Regions from separate parts of the Mus musculus genome. Here regions 1 and 3 are each linked to region 2. A link is a contact called in public Micro-C and promoter capture Hi-C data. All regions are on one chromosome and are shown on one strand. The core of a region is the stretch at or near the end of the contact, and the rest is flanking DNA. Distances in the headings are between cores, read along the strand shown. Region 1 has its middle 42 kb from the start of Sar1b. Region 2 holds the start of Cdkn2aipnl (CDKN2A interacting protein N-terminal like). Region 3 overlaps Sar1b (secretion associated Ras related GTPase 1B).

What was found. Promoter capture Hi-C pulls out the DNA fragments that hold promoters and counts their contacts. Hi-C and Micro-C count contacts between places; a contact is called where the count stands out from the background.
Region 1: a contact with region 2 is called in a Micro-C map of embryonic stem cells, with 3 times the contacts expected there. The contact joins the enhancer-like site here to the promoter of Cdkn2aipnl in region 2. A contact is called at or near these places in 20 of 39 promoter capture datasets (the 3T3-L1 cell line, 3T3-L1-derived adipocytes, the C10 cell line and 13 more), 10 of 15 datasets of contacts at CTCF or cohesin (CD8 T cells, the G1E-ER4 cell line, the NIH/3T3 cell line and 4 more), 170 of 484 Hi-C or Micro-C datasets (the 63-12 cell line, the AML12 cell line, B cells and 91 more), 56 of 115 datasets of contacts at active chromatin or transcription factors (the 230-238 cell line, CD4 single positive thymocytes, the HPC-7 cell line and 37 more) and 5 of 9 other capture datasets (adipose tissue, embryonic stem cells, liver and 2 more).
Region 3: a contact with region 2 is called in a promoter capture Hi-C map of embryonic stem cells. The contact joins the enhancer-like site here to the promoter of Cdkn2aipnl in region 2. A contact is called at or near these places in 11 of 39 promoter capture datasets (the C10 cell line, the HPC-7 cell line, cranial neural crest and 6 more), 1 of 15 datasets of contacts at CTCF or cohesin (the NIH/3T3 cell line), 3 of 484 Hi-C or Micro-C datasets (3T3-L1-derived adipocytes, bone marrow-derived macrophages and nephron progenitors), 8 of 115 datasets of contacts at active chromatin or transcription factors (the SCID.adh cell line, bone marrow-derived macrophages, embryonic forebrain and 4 more) and 2 of 9 other capture datasets (adipose tissue and pancreatic islet).

Annotation. Positions count from the first base shown.
Region 1 is chr11:51,803,756-51,807,596 of GRCm38.p6, forward strand. No RefSeq gene overlaps it. Among named protein-coding and RNA genes, the nearest start is that of Sar1b, 42 kb to the left of the region's middle. Within about 2 kb of position 1,611, at least 254 of the 459 cell types and tissues checked have an H3K27ac peak or open chromatin away from gene starts, as enhancers often do. A contact at or near this core is called in the 63-12 cell line, CD4 single positive thymocytes, CD8 T cells and 65 more, where this site is marked.
Region 2 is chr11:51,965,106-51,968,956 of GRCm38.p6, forward strand. It overlaps Cdkn2aipnl (CDKN2A interacting protein N-terminal like), which reads left to right and starts at 2,526. Exons shown (of 3, transcript NM_029976.3): 1 at 2,526-2,852. The coding sequence starts at 2,614.
Region 3 is chr11:51,784,715-51,788,758 of GRCm38.p6, forward strand. It overlaps Sar1b (secretion associated Ras related GTPase 1B), which reads left to right. Exons shown (of 7, transcript NM_025535.2): 5 at 3,436-3,539. Among named protein-coding and RNA genes, the nearest start is that of Sar1b, 23 kb to the left of the region's middle. Within about 2 kb of position 1,422, at least 5 of the 459 cell types and tissues checked have an H3K27ac peak or open chromatin away from gene starts, as enhancers often do. A contact at or near this core is called in embryonic stem cells, where this site is marked.

The sequences.
Region 1 (3,841 bases), core at 361-2,860, 160 kb before region 2:
AACACGAACCTTGTATGACACTTGTTTTCTAAGCTAAGATTAGAGCCATCGTCCACAAGGCTCACAGACTAGCAGACCAGAAAAGCTTATTTGGAGTCAGGACTATCCTCAAAATGGCAGACTGGCCTTTGAGCTTACACACTGACACGTGTGTGGTACTGTGGGAACTCTGGTCTGAAGTAAAACTAGAACATACGCTAGGCTGAACACAGTTCAGTCGTAGAACAGAAACATGACTAAGGCTCTGGGTTCGATCCCCAGCAAAATACAAATAAAAATACAAAAGTAATAAGTGACTATGTTACAGACAAGCTGAAGTTACTGAAACAGAGGCAATGTCTACCTGAGAAGCACCTGACTGAGCCCTGAGGTGAGACTCTTGATACAGCTGAGATCATATCTGACCAGTCTTCATATTAACCCCTGGCCTGGGACTGGCTAGGCCTGAACAAGATGGTGCAGTCCATCCCATGTGCAGGGTATAGTAGAGGCACAGGAAAGGTCACCCTGGAAATGACTGCATTCAGAAAGGTGGCGGCAAGATGCTTCGACTGTTAGAAAATTGCTTCATGGCTGCCTAGTCAAACTGAACTGGACTAGATGTTTATGCTGTGAGGACCCTAGAGGATCGTGAATAGGATGCATTTGGGAGGCTGGCAGCTCACGATTGTAATCCTGTGACCCTAACAGTCTTTACAGGTGAAGCTGGTCTAGAGACTCGTCTCTGACTACTCTCAGGCTATTGAAACAAATGAAACAAGGGTCCCAAGAAGGAAAAGGTTGCAAGCCCTGGTGCTGGCTGAAGGAAGAACTTGCCTCCTGGAGAGAGATTTAATTCTGACAACTGTTAGCCCACCTGAGAGGACAGACAATGATGGGTCAGGGATGGGTGGACCACACTTTGACCACAATGGCTTAGTTAAGCATGCTTCCTTCTTGCTTTCTATTCAAACCTAAACCTCATGTCAGGGCTGAAGATGGATTTTGGGCTGGGGGTGGAGGTCACTAAAGCTCTCTATCTGCTTCTCTTCCCAATGTGGCCACACCAACTAAATCTCCTTTGTCTGTTTTCACTAATGTCTATGTATTTAATGTACTGTGGATGAGTGGCAGAGCCTGTGGTGTTAGCCCTGTCAGAGCTCAGGCTTTGACCAGAATTACTCTACTCACAATCCCAGTATTGCCACAAGTTTAAGACTAGCCTGATGGGCTGGAGAAATGGCTCAGAGGTTAAGAGCACTGACTGCCCTTCCAGAGGTCCTCAGTTCAATTCCCAGCAACCACATGATGGCTCACAACCATCTGTAATGGGATCTGATGCCCTCTTCTGGGGTGTCTTTAGACAGCTACAGTGTACTCACGTACTTTAAATAAATAAATGAATCTTAAAAAAAAAAAAAAAAGACTAGCCTGAGTGAGACCTTATGGGGAGAGAGGGAGGGTTCCAGCTGCTGGAACTGAAGAGAAGGCTCAGTGCTTAAGTGAACTTGCTGCTCTTGGTTCTGGCACTAAAGAGTCCAACATCCACTTCAGTTCTCAGGTTTCTGTGAACATCAAGTGAGAGTTTCCTGCCAAAAGACTACATTTCCCATCGTCCCTTGCAGCCAGACCAAGGAGTTCCTGGAAGGGTGGGACTACAATGTAGCTGGTAGTTGTTTCCGCCTCACAAGGAACTGGAGTACTGTCTTCTGTAGGCATTTTGGCCACCCAGACGTGGGTGATGAAATGCTTCTTCACTGTGAATAAACACGGTCTCACTTAAGGTCCGACCAAACCTCGCTCTTACCCCCTTCAACCTCTCTACAGGAAGTAACCTGACACCAAGCACGTACAGGTGCACGTACATGAGGGCAAAACACTCATACACATGAAATAAAAATAAATAGTACCTAAAAAAACCCCTTCAGCTGTTGCTTAGGCCAACACATACCTACAGCAGCCTTGTCCGCCCACGGATCCTGGCAGGTGCCCAGCTGGGGACACTGTGGAGTCTCTAGTTAGGACGAAGAGTCTCACCTGGGGAGTTGAATTTAACTCAGAGGAGGCATTCTGGCCGCACGCCCCACTCCCCACCCCCTTTCTCTTCCTCCTGCCCGGGATTGGAGAGCCTGGCTACAGGCTTGTGTGGTCCAACTTCTCTCCTTAGAAAGTTGTAAGAAAGCCGCACGGTGGTGGTGCTTACTTTTAAGTCCAGCACTCAGGAGGTAGCGGCAGATATCTCTCTGTGGGTCTGAGGCCAGCCTGACACACAGTGAGTTCCAGGACCGCCAGGGCCACACAGAGAAACCCTGTCTCCAAAAACAAGTAAACAAGAGACACCCACTTCTGCCACATGGGCTCTGACTCCCTCTCTTCAGAGCCGTCTGACTGTCCATGGCATTTAGTAAGTCTTATGGCCTCCAAGTACAATTTCTGTCTCAGTGTCCTGTATCATATGTGAGAGAATTGAGGGGTGGGGATTAGGAATCGTCTACCCTGCTCCTCCTTAGCTCCCACAAACTAGCCAAAGTTGGATTCCACCAAAGTTCAGCCTAGGGAGCCAATGACTTCACTAAAGTTACTCACAGAGTAAGGATGAGGGGGTTGCAAAGGAGTATGGGTGATCTCTGAGAAGCGGCACTAGAAGGTGGGCACAAAAATGAATGGCTTCTGTGGTTGTATACATGGAGCCCCCTTCTTTCAGGTCTTCCAAGCCCCTCCTGAAACCCCCAAGGCCACACACAGTTAGGAAAGAACACAATTATGATCAGCTAGAAGGAGTATCTGGATAGTCAGGTGAAGGTCCCAAGACCCTCCATCCCTCCTCCCATGGGGAAACCTCAACAGCCAACAAGCTCAGCTATGCCTTTGGTTGTTTAATGATATTTTGCAGAGAAACCCATCAGCATGTCTGAAGGCAGCAGCCCTTTGTCTTGGAAAACAATCCTTTATAACAACAGCCAAGACCTTTCTGGAGACAGGAAGATGATTCTTCAGCAAGGAGTGGCCAGAAGCTGTGGCTGGAGGCAAGAGCTACGTCTTTGCAGCCCAATATCCCAAACAACTGATACCAGAACCAACTAGCCCCTTGGATTCTGCAAATAGCAGTGGGTAATGGGTGTTATGGGTGGTTTTTTGTTTTGCTTTGTTTTGTTTTGTTTTTTGTTTTTTTTTTTAAAGATTTATTTATTTATTATATGTAAGTATACTGTAGCTGTCTTCAGACACTCCAGAAGAGGGAGTCAGATCTTGTTACAGATGGTTGTGAGCCACCATGTGGTTGCTGGGATTTGAACTCCAGACCTTTGGAAGAGCAGTCGGGTGCTCTTACCCACTGAGCCATCTCACCAGCCCCTTGTTTTGTTTTTCAACAAGCTACTTTTCTCCCTTGTTTTCCTCTGCACATCTCTGGCTGACCTTCTGAGTCTCAAGTTGATCATAGCAGTCAATCCCTAATCCAGATTCCTTTCCCTGACCTGCTCTCAGGTTACAAGGTTTCAGGTGCCCTGGTGACCACAGCTGAGGAAGGCCCGAGCCACTCAGAAGGCTGGCAGCTGGGTCTCTTTGGCGCAAGCAGCTGACTGTCACATACACCTCGTCTCTCATCCCCACCAGCTGTTTCTAACTAGCCCCTGTCAGGAAACTGCACAAGGCTGGTACCTGCCCTAACCCCAGACCACAGTTGTCCTGGCAGGCTTATGAAGAACTCAAAAACAAACAGGGCTGGCTACCAGCTCAGATTCCAGGAAGTGCAAGTTGGTAAACCCGGTTCCTCTGGGCAACCGCCAGGTCGCTAGCATTCTTTCCCTCAAGACCTTTGGAAAATCATCAATTTGTCTGCTTTGTAAGAATGTGGTGTTAA
Region 2 (3,851 bases), core at 1,276-3,775:
ACCAGGACTCTTTCCTCACAGATGCAGTGGGTGCAAGCAGCAGCCTCCTTGGAAGGTGTAGCCTATACCTTGTTTGAATTGCCCCGAGGGCCTTCAAGATAGAGTTTCTGATGGATATACTTGTCTCTGAGCTCAGCCATCCACACTCTAGGCTGCAGGCCTCTAAACCCGCTCACCGCCTCTGGGAACCCCCCAGAACACAGTGGTCAGGCCCACACAAATCAGGTCATCATGTCTATCTGCTTCAAGATGCAAAATAAGGAATATGTGTCTGAGGGTCTGGGAAAGGCCAGGTTAAAGTTCACTGGTCACCAGAAGATCTACATCTCAAAGAACCGAGATTCATCAGATTTAATGCAGATGAATTTGAAGTTATAGTCGCTGAAAATCAGCTTATCTTTGGTGTCTGTGGGGTCAAGTACATCACCATTTGTGATTTCCTAGCCCACTGGCAGCCCTTCACTCCTGAGGCTGACTTCCACATTCTGCCAATGTTTACTAATACCACTCACTCACATCCAAAATAAGCAAGCAAGCAAAGAAACAGAAACAGCAAACCACAAAGCAGATATACTGGCTCATGCCTGCAATCCTAAATGGAAGTCCAAGGATCAGTATTTCAAAGCTAGCCTAAGCTACCAAAGGAGTTTGAGACCATCCTGGGTTACCTAAGAACCTGCTTTTAAAAAGCAAGTACCACTTCCCATACATACAGCAGCAGCACACCTGTAACCACAGCATTTAGGAAGCTAAGGCAGGAAGGTTGAGACTTCAAGAACTCTCTGGACCACAGAAAGGGACACCATCTCAAAAACTAAGTAAATAAAACAACAAAACAAAAGCACATGCACAAAAAGCCAGACTAGATGGAAAGATGTGTCGTTGCCATGTTTGTAAACTAGAAGATTCGCTAGTGATATGTTAATTCTCCAATGAATCTATGTAGTCAACATGATCCCGTATGAAATATCAACAGTCTGCTTCTCTAGAAGTCAACAAAGAGATGCTAAAATTTATATCAAAATCCAATAGCATGGTGGAACACACTTAAAATACCAGCTCTGGAGAGGCTCAGGCATAGGCTTATGGCCTATGTTATTAAAAAACAACAAAACAACAACAACAAAACAAACAAAGCAACTGTAGTTGTGGGTGGCTGTAAGCCACAATGAGGGTGCTGGGAACTGAACCCATATCCTCTGGAAGAGCAGCCAGTTATCTTAACTCCCGAGCCATCTCTCTAGCCCCCATGCTCTCATTTCTAGACCAACCACTGCAGTACACAACCAAGGAACCAAGGATGTAGCTCACTGAAGCCTCCGCAGTGTTTTTAAGAGTCAAGCATCTTTCTCTGGTGATAAGGATGGCAGCAAATTTCCAGGCTCAAATAATTCTCCTGCCTTGACATATGGAGTAGCTGGGACAAAAGGTGTCTGTCACTGTGCCTGGCACATCAAATGTCCTCAGAGTCTGATCAGCTGAAGCTAGAATCAGAATTACCAGGGACCTTGACTCTGGGTATCTGAGGTTTCACTTGGGAACCTGCCACTGCAGTATCAGTCAGGGTATGGCATCTGTATCCTGGGACTCAGCTCTGGTCGCTGTTATCCAGTTAACTTGCTGACTGCTGGGGGAAAGCTGTTTCTGTCTTTGGATTCTCATGTTTGGTTCAGATGTTCCAAGCCGTAGTGTCAGCACTGTGTCTTCCTGAGGTGAGAGCACCCAGCTTGGTGCTGGTCCTCACTGCTCTGGCATTTGCGGACTGGATTGTATTTCTGCCTGCTGGGATCCTAACACTGCCACAGAAGCCACAGAAGGGAGCAAGCAAGCAGTTGTAGGCCAGCTTGGCCGTGTATGACCCTGGGGGAGCGGGAGGGAAGGATCTGCAATAGTAAACAGTATATAATGAACTTCCTTGAAGCCCACTCACCACTTAAGACCTTCACTAGATCTGGAGGTCCTGAGTTCTAGGCTTTCTTCTGACTCAAGCTTACATTTTATATTTTTACATTTATTTACTTGCTTGGTGTGTGTGTGTGTGTGTACATCAAAGTACCACAACTTGCATGTAGAAGTCAGAGGACAGTTTTCAGGAGTTGGTTCTCTCCTTCCACCATGAGGGTCCCTCACAAAGTCCTTTAGAGTGGGGCATCCTGGGCACGAAACAAAATGCCTTGTATGTACTGATTGGATGATGAATACAGCAAGATAGGAGAACACAACCTCAGTGAAGATGTTGAGATAACAGTGGATCCATAAAAGAGAGGACCTCACTCCCAAGGGACAGCCACAGAACTTAGGGCAAACCTCAGGTGTGGCTGAGGATAGACAGATGCCCGGTGAACGACCCAGGGCAAAAAGGGCACTGCAGAGTCCCAATGGGCACCTAGCTGCCAGCTCTATGCTGGCGGGCCTCAAGCTCCCCAGCAGTTGCCACACACGCTGGGTTGCACTAGACCTCCGTGCCCCGCGAGGGCGCTCCAGATAAGTCCTCCAGAGCACTCGCCCTCAGCCGTGGTCGCTCTAGCCGTGCGGCGGCGGCGCGGGGCGTGTCGGGAAAGCGGCGGGCTGGTGCGATCCTTAGCGGCGGCAGCGGCTGCGGCAGCGGGAGCCATGGTGGGTGGCGAGGCCAGCGCCGCGGTGGAGAAGCTAGTTTCCGGCGTGCGGCAGGCCGCCGACTTCGCCGAGCAGTTTCGTTCCTACTCGGAGAGCGAGAAGCAATGGAAAGCGCGCATGGAGTTCATCCTGCGCCACCTGCCTGACTACCGAGACCCACCCGACGGCGGCGGCCGCCTGGACCAGCTGCTGTCCTTATCCATGGTCTGGGCCAACCACCTCTTCCTGGGTTGCAGGTGCGGACCCCCGACAGCTGGCTGACCTTGTCCCCATCAGTCGATCCTCAGCTTGGGCATATACACTGCTCCACGCTGAACCTGGCGCCAGCCTCCTACTGATCCCCTCTTAGCATTCCCTCGGGAAAAAAATCTCTCCTCTGAGCCTCGCTTTTCTCTTGTGAATGAGTGGTTGGGATGACTACAGCAGCTGAATGATAGGGCGTGCAGTGCAGGTGTGCTCCAAGGCGGCCGAATTGCAATGGTCATTGTTATTACTGTTTATTAGCCCAGAGGACTTCCTTTCCAGAGTGTGTTTGAAGTCTATTAGCTCCTGTCGCCCACGTGACAAAAGTGCAGACTCTTCCTCTAGATGAAGACACCTAGCAAGAGGATGTGATGTATCTCACCATTGGTGGGTTTCACGCTAAGGCAGGATGTAATCTTTTCTCCCCTTTCTCTTCTTGGCTTCCCTCTTAGGAAAGTAACCCATGCTATCTTGTTGCTGTCCTAACTCCCCGCCCTCCCCAGTCTTTGTGATCACACCTGGAAGGCAAGAGCCTGGCCTTGAGATATTCCACCTGGAAATGACACCAGGTTTTTATACTCCCTTGTGATTTTTAATTTTTTTTTAAAGATTTATTTATTTATTATATGTAAGTACACTGTAGCTGTCTTCAGACACTCCAGAAGAGGGAGTCAGATCTTGTTACGGATGGTTGTGAGCCACCATGTGGTTGCTGGGATTTGAACTCCGGACCTTCGGAAGAACAGTCGGGTGCTCTTACCCGCTGAGCCATCTCTCCAGCCCGTGATTTTTAATTTTTGAGGCAGTCTTCCCTTATAACTGAGACTGGCCTCCAGTTTACTGTGTAGCCCAGGCAATCCTAGAACTTGATCCACCTAGGCAACCACGTCCTGAGAGGCATGCATGGCCAGGCTCTTCCAGGCTTCTAGAGTTTCGTGAGGTTGTGTTAGAACAGGAGACCCTCACTCATACCTGATTTTGTAGTGGTCACA
Region 3 (4,044 bases), core at 172-2,671, 180 kb before region 2:
TGTGCCACCACGCCCGGCTTTACCTTCATGATTTTTTTATAGACTTTAGTTAATTAATTTTTAATAAAAAATCAAAGAATTATTTGTAAAAAGTCTTTGATACATATATACATATAATTTTACCACTTATTAAAGATTAAGGCAAATTTGCATACTAATAAGATGGCTATATTTGCTTGTTTTTACATAAAGAATTAAATGATAGCTGAATATTTTTACTGTGAGACAGAATCTGTAACATTTTTCAAATTCCCTTTTTTTTCTGAGACAAGGTTTCTCTGTGTAGCCTTGGCTGTCCTGAAACTCGCTCTCTAGATCAGACTGGCCTCAAACTCAAGACCCACGCCAGGCCTGGCTCTTTCTTTCTCTTTTTAAGATTTATTTACTTTTATATGTTTGGGTGTTTAATGATTTAATGATTTTTACCCTCTTTTTATGCAACCGCAATCAGCAACTTAAGTAAAAGGGTTTTTTTGTTTTTTGTTTTTTTGTTTTGGATTTATTTATTTATTATATGTAAGCACCCTGTAGCTGTCTTCAGACACACCAGAAGAAGGCATCAGATCTCATTATGGGTGGTTGTGAGCCACCATGTGGTTGCTGGGATTTGAACTCGGGACCTTCAGAAGAGCAGTCAGTGCTTTTACCCGTTGAGCCATCTCGCCAGCCCTAAGCAACAGTTTTTAAAATAAGTCATTCAAAAACAGTACAATGCAGAGCTATATTAGTTTGATACTTACATTCTGAGAAACGGTGGTAGGAAAATATTGAAAGTCTTTGCTTTCTGAAATTAAACCATATCTTTCTTTCTTTTTTTATAAATTTATTTCATGTGCATTAGTATTTTGGCTACATGTATGTCTATGTGAGGGTGTCAGATCCTCTGGAACTGGAATTACACACAGTTGTGAACTGCCGTGTGGGTGCTGGAAACTGAGTCAATCCAGGTTCCCTGGAAGAGCAGCCAGTGCTCTTAACCACTGAGCCACCTCTCCAGCCCGTTATGTTTCTAGAAGAACAGAAAACTGTCTGCACAGCTAAGACCTTGCAGTTCCTCACATGGTAGTCGGGAATCCGAGCCAGGGCATCTGAAGCAGTGTTGCTTGGAGCTGTGTGGTGTGATGTGCCCAGTACATGTTCATGTGGTTGCACCAAGACTGCGGGGAAGCCAAGTGCTGCAACAGACGCACGTGAGCCAGCAGTGCCGGAGACACACCAGAATCAAGGCGCTCCGGTTTTTTAGTTTGTTTTTGTTCTTGAACATTCAGAAACCTTTGACTGTTATCAGATTTTTCTTGACCTACATTTTAAGAACCTGAAGAATGGGCTGGAGAGCGGGCAGAGTGGTTAAGAGCACTGAATGCACTGACCGGCTTTAATTCTCTCACTTACGTGATGCCTCCCAACCTTCTGTAACTCCAGTTCCAGGGGATCTGATGCCCTCTGCTGGCCTCTGTGGGGACTGCATGCACGTGGACAGACACACATACATACCAGCACAACTCATACACATAAAATAAAAACATTTAAAAAGCTGGGGTAAAATGCATGTGTACCAGGAATTCCCCAGGAAAGGGATAGAAAAAAATAAGTGAGATATCAGATCCCAGTTTTTCCACTCTGATGAAAATGGAAACTTAGGGCTGGAGAGACGGCTTAGTGGTTGAGAATGCTTGTTGCTCTTGCAGAGGACCTAGGTTCAAGTCTTAGCAACCACATGGAGATTCACAGCCACCCATAGCTCCAGTTCCAGGGAATCCAGCTCCTTTTGTTCTTCTTGGCTCCCAGGCACATATGCGCTGCATAGACACGTATGCAGGCAAGCACTTATGCATAAAAAGTGCAATAAATCCAAGAAAACTGTCACCTCTCAAATGCAAAGAGCTCGATGAATACCAAGCACAATGTGATGCAAACAACACTAAAGCCCCAGAAATGAAAGTGCTCGGGCCATTAACTGAGAAGAACACCTAGAGGAGGGAAGCAGAAAGACATGGGGCCCGCAGAGATCGCAGCTAAGAGAGAGGAAAGCATATCAGGCCAGGAGGTGGCTCAGTAGCCGTGGGCGCTTGCTGCCGAGTTGAGTATAAGGAGAGAGCAGACGCCCAACATTTGTTTTCTGACTTCCACACGTGCTTCCCCCCACTCTCACACACAGAAATAAGAAATCAAAGCAGAGAAGCAGCACATTTGTCATGAGAAACAAGGTAAGCTTGAAGACAGTGGAGAAATGTTTCTCTACTACTGAAAGAAAATGCTTTTTGTTTAGATTTACTTACTTGAGTATTTTTCACACATGCTTGTCTGTGTACCTCGTGTGCCTGGTGCCCTCAGGGTCAGAAGAGGGCATCGGATTCCCTGGGACTAGAGTTAGAGATGATTGTGAAAAGCTAGTGGGTGCTGGGACAAAGCCTTGGTCCTCTGGAGGGAGGAGCATCCAACTTAAGCACGGAGCCATGGCTCCAGCCTCCATTTGAATGCTCTCAGAGTTGAGGAAGAAATGTTCTTACAAGGCTATATGTTGACCATTTTGTCCCTAGCTGGTGGCACTATTTAGAATATTTTCATTAATTAAATTTGTTTTCTGGGGCTGGTGAGATGGCTCAGTGGGTAAGAGCACCCGACTGCTCTTCTGAAGGTCCGAAGTTCAAACCCCAACAACCACATGGTGGCTCACAACCACCCATAATGAGATCTGACTCCCTCTTCTGGAGTGTCTGAAGACAGCTACAGTGTACTTATATATAATAAAAATAAATAAATCTTTAAAAAAAATTGTTTCCTGTTTTGAATACAACAGTTTGTAACTTGCCAAGCTTGTACTTGGCACTAACACCCATCTGTTGTTGATTTCATACTTACCACTTAAACTTCAGAAATGAGAAATGTCAAAAAATACTGCACTTACACACACACACACACACACTGCTTAAATTAGTTGATGAGAGTTTATAGTGGTTTTCTAGTGACCTTAATAATGAGAGTCACTGTGTCTGTGAGTGTACACATGTGTGTGCAGCCTGTGTGCAGGCACCTGTGGAAGCAGAAGAGGGTGTTGGGTCCCCTCCCCTGCAACTGGAGTTGCAGGCAGTTGTGATCCACCTGATGTGGGTTTTGGGGACCAAGCTGCGGTCCTCTGGGAGAACAGGAAGCACTCTTAAGCACCGAGCCATTTCTCCTGCTCCTAACTCTATTTCTTAATGGGGAAGAGTAAAGGATTTCATTGCCCCGAATCACGGAGAGTCTGACATTTGTTTTGGTTTTCTGGGGAAGATTTGGTACTAAAGTCTTTGGCAAAAAATGCAGTTGGCTGTACAGTAAAATAGCAGCCAAAGGGAGACGCCAGTACACTGGAGGCCTTGTTGGACTCTTCCATCAAACCATCCGCTAGGTTTGACCAACACATAAATCCTAACTCCTGATTGTTTTTGTTAGCCCGAAGAGTATGGAAAAACTACCTTCCTGCTATCAATGGCATTGTATTTCTTGTGGATTGTGCAGACCATGAAAGGCTGTTAGAATCAAAAGAAGAACTTGATGTAAGTTGAATAATTAAACTAAACACAGTGAACTCCCTCTGGGCAGCCTGATGATAGTTGCAGTTGGAGTTGTCGGAGAGCAACTCTCAGCTTTGTCTGAGGAAGCGCCTGACTGGGTCAGGGATGGTCTGAGCTGGTGCTGACTGTTAGAGTGCGAGGGAGTAGAGTCCACTGGCTGTGGCTAGTGAGGAAGTGCTAACAGGAGCACCTCTGAAGACCGAGCTCACCCTCTCCAGAGTGTGCTCTGCATGTGTGTGCATGCCTGTTGAGTCCTGCCGCCGTCGCAGGATTCCAGCCCTTCAGCAGTTGTCCAGCCATCTTTGTGACCACTTCCAGAAGGAAGTAGGAGCATGGTCACTCCCTCTGCACCCCTCCCTCTAGGTCAGATATTTTGTAAAGAGGCACAGGAGTTTCCAGCAAGATAGAGCTAAATATGGGTCCACAGAGTAAGGAGATCTCTGATCTGACTGAAGGTCAGCCCGACTGTTCCTTTATTCAGAGACAC